Linked DNA regions of Danio rerio: region 1 is linked to region 2. The links are chromatin contacts, called in public HiChIP or PLAC-seq maps. All regions are on one chromosome and are shown on one strand. Each heading gives the region's core, a stretch centred on a gene start, on an enhancer-like site or on the middle of the called end of the contact. The rest is flanking DNA. Distances are from core to core; before and after follow the strand shown. Region 1 holds the start of si:ch211-114c12.2. Region 2 holds the start of tp53 (tumor protein p53).

Region 1 (3,155 bases), core at 13-2,512, 43 kb after region 2:
AAATGCAGCCTGATGAGCTGAAGCTTTATTGTATCGCAGGACTCCAGTATTTAGGTAAACAAATGTCATGTGAGCTGTTCAGCACTAAAGATCACAGGGTTATTATTATGATTCATATCTATCTCTCAATGGAACATATGGCGATGGAAAGTGTGAGTTAAAAGTGTCAATGTTATCTGATTTCTCATTTATTATAGTATAATACTGTATGAGTATGATGTGTGGGTATACTTTGAAGCTTTAGTAAGAATTATAACATGTCTATTTTTACCAACATAAGAAAAACATTCCCATTGCTGTAAGAAAGAGGACGTACTGTATAAGAGATTATGTGGTGAACCAGCAGAGGTCAGTAGATTAACATTAACTTTGATCATCTGTAATCTGGTTATGGGTCCACAGAAAATAAAATCTAAAAAGTAAATTAGTTACCTAATAAAACCATGTTTGATGATAAGGGTCTGATATAGATCTGCCTCTCAACAAACCTGTGTAAATTAGATAAGATAAAAAACACACTTTGGAAATTGTGCTGGACTGGTCCCTAGTGACTTCCATATCATGTTTTTTTTTTTTTAAATAGGGTTCAGCAGGACCCAGAAACAGCTAAAGGTGGGAAAATTAGATTGGGGGTAAAGGTTGGGGGGCGCTAGGGCACTTCAGATCTCTTTGGAAGGGCACTTTCTATCCAAGACTAAAAAGGGCATGTGCACTTCACAGGTTGAGCCCTATGTGTGCACGTGCCTGACAAACCCCCTATATATAATGCTGTGCAGGAACAAAAGAATGCTAATTTGTATTTTAATGTTGTCAATTCACATTATTCCAATCACTTGAAAAGTATATCTTCAGTGCAATGAAGTCAGTGTAGTCAAATACCAACTTCTAGGCATAGGACAAGTGAACGTAATTAAAAGTGTCCATGCTATCTTATTTAAACCAAGTTATGTAATAGTCTGGAGTAACAAAGGGAGAGAGAGAGAGAGACAAACGGTACAACAGCTGAGGTTTTAGCACTGGGCAAATGTTGGTAACGTTAGGCCTATTTTTAATTCCCAGTCTATTTTGAGAATTTATAATTTTTGTATATGATTTATGCATTTTACCCAAACCAGTATCTAATACTGAATTAATGATTAACACTGTTAAATATACGTGCTAAAAATATTATAACATACTAACAAAGCAACGATATGGGCGGATTCGATAATAATCCTATCCTAGTCAGTTCCTGTCCCAGTCTGGTCGTGAACGCGCCCCATTCAGGTGACGTCACGGCTGCAGCTGTTCAGTCGGTGTGAATGTAATTTCACGGAGACCACTCGTTTTTTTCGACGGAGAAACCTAGATGTGACGACGAAAGCGACGGAGTGTTTGTTTTTTGGAAACGTTTACGGTTCTATTTTGGTCAGATGTGGACCGACGCTTAACAGAAGACGTTTGTTTGCTATCACGGCCTATCTGTTTTCAGTATCGCGCTACATCGGGTATGTCAAAACAACACAGCCAGTCAACTTTGTCGGATTTTAGTAACGTAGACCTTTAACAGTGAAAAGATTAAACGAATTATTAGCATAACTGATATTGTTGCATAGCACTGTAGTGAAAATGGTTTCGCTTTGTCGTAGTTTCGCATTAGCGCGATAAACGAAGGAGTGTTGTTTTGTTCGATGTGTTTTTACATTTACACGTACCGCTAATGTTGTTTCTATTGTCTTAGAAGTGTTGTTGCATTATCTGTGTAATGTTACTAGTGAAACGTCGTGCTGGTACATTTGTTTCGAGTTAGCATTTTGGATGTGACTCACGGCCTTGTCGGCCCAGACACGCGTTCATGTAACATTAGGCCAGGAATGTGGTGTCGTCGAGCTCGGTTCAACTTTTGACTTTTAACATGATTTAATTAAGGTCGTGGAAAACTACTAAAACTTGCATGTTAGTTTGTTTCATCCAACCACCACGTCTCTGGCAAACGCATTCAGTGATTTTATTTGTATCGACTTCCTGCAGTGTCGTACTGTATTGTTTGTTTAAAAGGGGTTGAAATGCATTGTAGAAACGGTAACGTTACATGTCCTCAAACGTTTTAAATAGCACACACACTCTCCGAGGAGCATGAAACGTTTTAACTTTTGTTACATTTTCAAAGCACTGACACGTTAAGATTGATTGCTTGGATTTGTTTGTATGGACTTAAAATTATGTGAAGTATTATTGGTTATTAATTATAAGAACTTCTTTGTGTTATAATTTTTTGTTTTATTTTCAGATACTACAACCTTAAGTCAATATTTCTTATTTTTTCGCAATTATTTATATTTTTATTGTTTTTTGTACGTGAGGCATGTTGCATTACCTTAACTGGAAGATTAATATTTAATGTCTTTTATTTCACTTGAAGATAGGTGATAAAACTGAAAAAATGGTGAGACCACAATCAGGATCTCCTCGTTCCAAACACAGGTTTGATTTAGATATGTAATATTTAATTCTGATTGAACTAAGTTTATCATTATAAGTGAGACTAAAATGTTGTTTATTCTCATACAGGCCTTTCTCAGACAACTACAATAGCATGAATCATGAAGGGCGATATGGCCCCCCTTCAAGAAGCCAAAGAGGTTTCAGAGGGCCTCCTGGAAAAGCCCCTCCGAGTTGGAGAGTTCACAACAGTAGTGGATCCCAGCCCTACCCCAAGAGGCCTTCCTCACTCATGGGTGAACGCAGAGAGCGACCACACGGACAGTGGATGCAGAACCAGGATCACTTCCATCCGTATCCCAACTCGCAGGATTCACAGAGAGGCCGAAGGAGGCCATCACCACCCCGCTCAAGTCGCCCTCCCCCAGTACAGCACAGGCAATCCCCTCATACCTCTATACATGGACCGCCTAGCCACAGAGCACCAGTATTCCATGGAAACCACCCTAGACACACATCTCCATCTAGACACGGATCTTTTCATGGCCCTCCATCAGATCGACGGATTCCTTCACCTCATAATTCCTTCAGGGGTCCACAGCGACGCCCAAGCCCTCAGGATCATGACAGGAGCTGGGGTCCCACTCCCCGGGAGAGGCCTTTTGGCCGACCAGCACTTGGTGGGCACCACTGGAATGGCCCAGGAGGTTACCCTCATCCCCACAGTGGGGATT
Region 2 (3,218 bases), core at 681-3,180:
GCCCATTTCTAGCTGTAGCTTGTAGAACTTTTCCAGAATGTTCAGTCAAACTCACGCATGCACGATGATGTTCAGATAGACTCAAGTTGATTAAAGCTTTTTTACATCATAATTAATTGATTATAAGTTTTATTTAAGATTAATAGCCACTAGGATTACATCTAGGAAATGTTTTTTAAATTGCAATAAAGTTTTGGTTTATGAATTGTCATCATATAAATGTAACACTGATCATCTATTGTCTTTAGAGAATCTTTTTTTTTTTTTAAATACACAAAAATTTGAGAGGTATTAAAACAAAGTGGCTTTGGCATCACAATAATTCTTTGAAGGTAAAAAAATATTATATTTCATGTCTTCAAAACATAATAGGTCTAGGCATATTTCTCAGTCAATTAATAATGCCCTCGAAAAATATGACTTATTCCACCATGCATGCGAATGTTTACAATACAATATAAAATATATGTTTGGGGTTTTGCTTCTGATTCGCTCTCTTTTTACTCTCTTCTCATATTGTTGTCAATCACACAAATATTTCAAAATAACGCAAACTGGGTGACTTATCAGATTAAATTAATTGCTTCTGTCCTAAAAAGGTGCTTTTTCAAGATCATACAGTCTTACTTAAAGTAATTGTTTCATGTCTGATTTATCCTTTTTATGCCAGGAAATGTTTTTTCAGAAGGCTGTATTTCTTGTGTATGTTATACAACATAAATGACTGCTGACACCTATTCTTTATACATACTTGACTGAAATCAAACCAAAGCCTACCTGTTTCATATTATAAGCAGTTTCCTTAGGCCTATTGTATGTAAGATAAACTGCTTATTATCCTAAACGTGGGTGACAATAACAGTTACATTTCTGAAATGGGGTGAGGCAGTGGCGCAGAAGCTAGTGCTGTCGCCTCACAGCAAGAAGGTTGCTGGGTCGCTGGTTCGAACCTCGGCCTCAGTTGGCGTTTCTGTGTGGAGTTTGCATGTTCTTCCTGCCTTCGCGTGGGACCGTGGGTTTCCTCCGGGTGCTCCGGTTTCCCCCACAGTCCAAAGACATGCAGTACAGGTGACTTGGGTAAGCTAAAATTGTCCCTAGTGTGTGTGAATGTGTGTGTGGGTGTTTCCCAGAGATGGGTTGTGGCTGGAAGGGCATCCGCTGCGTAAAAACTTGCTGGATAAGTTGGCGTTTATTCCGCTGTGGCGACCCCGGATTAATAAAGGGACTAAGCCGACAAGAAAATGAAATGAAATTTCTGAAATGCGATACTTACTTCATAAACTTTCAGTCTGAGTGATGAAGTGCTCATGACAGTCTTCCTCTCCCATGATGTGGGGACACAACTAGTCAGTCAGTGGTTTCACTAATGATTTTACGGACGGACCAATCACAGACATTGTGTGGCTGTAATCTATGTAAAGCACAGTAATTTTAATAAGCCTTTGGAGCTCATTATTTTATAATATCCAGTAAACCACTAATAACCGACTTTCAGTTTGTTCTGTAGATTGCAATTTGACGCCTTCCATGTGATTTCTTAAATCACAGCAAGGACACATCTGCCTCGCATCCCTCTGTTTATCTACCATTACAGATCCTTTCTTTGTTTCAATATTACTATTTCTGCGAAACGCAAGGTCAACAAGTGCTATTGTTCAATATAATATATAAAAACGCTGCAGATTTAAATCGTCTACGCGACCTGGATGCAGAAAGTTCACTGGACAAACAACTTCCTCGTTTAATAGATCCCGCCCTTTTGCAACACTCGAATTAATTGGCATAAAACAGACAACGTTAGTTATAAATATAAAGTGGAATGAAGCATCGATTCGTGCATTAAAATCGATATTTTTCTGCAGCGTTTTCTTTTTTCTTTCAATTAATTCATTCTCTGTCCGTCAGGTGACGCTGACGTCACATGCTCCTCCTGTAACTAGGGGAATCCCCAAAACTCCACGCGGATTTGCTTTGTGGATGTCCAATAACCTCCTTGTTTTGGTCATTCTTTAAGTCGATCGACTACATATCCGGGCAATCCGAAAGTCGATAATCGTAGTTTAGTGGAGAGGAGGTCGGCAAAATCAATTCTTGCAAAGGTAACAAAGCGAAACTTTTATTGACTAGCGTTAGTGGTTTGATCGATCATATTTATTAACGTTAACTAGTGTTTGTAGATTCAGCTGTTTGTATATTAAGTAAAAGTCGGGATTTGGTGTGCAACATCATTGGACCGCTTGTGTGTTGTATTATTGTAACAAACTGACGTCGATTCGATAAAAACTGGTAATGAATTAAGAGTGAAACTCGTATTTCGAACTTTAGGCCCGACATCGCTTTAAACGTTACTAAAACGTTGATGTTAACGTTAGCCGCTAAGCCTGTTAGCTAGCTAACATTAGCTGTCGAAAATGCAAACTTAGAGTTTCAGTATAATAGCTTTAGGTGACTTTTAGAAATCTTATGTACAGGTATGCGCATTTTTATTCATTTTTAGCTATATCTACTTGCGCGACAGAACTGTGAAGCTAATAAGCTAACGTTAAGCGGCATCTTTGCGACTCTGAGCGATCGCCTGTTTTTTAAATTTAAAGTGAATGTACATGTTATATAAATATCACACTTTGCATAAGAAACAACATCCCGACTTTTATTTTAACGTTATAGTAATTTTAGTTGTCGTGATATATTATTTCCCCCCAGGTTTTTATGACTTTCGTGTTTATAATTTCACAGCAATGGCGCAAAACGACAGCCAAGAGTTCGCGGAGCTCTGGGAGAAGAATTTGATGTAAGTTCGCAAGGGTCGCACTCCTGATACACAACGCTCCTCTTTTTCCTGCCTCTCTAAATTTCCCCGTATTTTTGTTAGCAGCCATGTCAGGTTGCTATAATGTACCTGTCTTAATATTTTTGGTGTTTGCTTGTTTAAGATGCATCTGTCGAACGTATTGTTTATCTGGAGTTCTTTGTATGAGCTTCAACAGATTAATACTAATTTCTCTCTCTTCCTTTTCAATTGTCTCAGAAGTATTCAGCCCCCAGGTGGTGGCTCTTGCTGGGACATCATTAATGATGAGGTATTTAAAAAAATAATCTCAAACACCCAGAAATCTCTATTTTCCTCTTTTGGTTTTCAGTGTTGAACTTTTGTTTGTTCTGTGTTTGCCAGGAGTACTTGCCGGGATCGTTTGACCCCAATTTTTTTGAAAATGTGC

Evidence for each region. HiChIP or PLAC-seq counts read pairs in DNA pulled down with a chosen protein or histone mark.
Region 1: an H3K4me3 HiChIP or PLAC-seq map of gastrula embryo shows a contact between it and region 2, with 2.1 times the contacts expected there. The contact joins the promoter of si:ch211-114c12.2 here to the promoter of tp53 in region 2. A contact is called at or near these places in 2 of 18 Hi-C or Micro-C datasets (caudal fin and hematopoietic stem cells) and 2 of 4 datasets of contacts at active chromatin or transcription factors (embryo and gastrula embryo).

What each region holds. Positions count from the first base shown.
Region 1 is chr5:24,784,166-24,787,320 of GRCz12tu, forward strand. It overlaps si:ch211-114c12.2, which reads left to right and starts at 1,263. Exons shown (of 10, transcript NM_001002300.1): 1 at 1,263-1,487; 2 at 2,402-2,463; 3 at 2,551-3,155. The coding sequence starts at 2,423.
Region 2 is chr5:24,740,817-24,744,034 of GRCz12tu, forward strand. tp53 (tumor protein p53) reads left to right here and starts at 1,931. Exons shown (of 11, transcript NM_131327.2): 1 at 1,931-2,099; 2 at 2,737-2,791; 3 at 3,032-3,080; 4 at 3,173-3,218. The coding sequence starts at 2,739.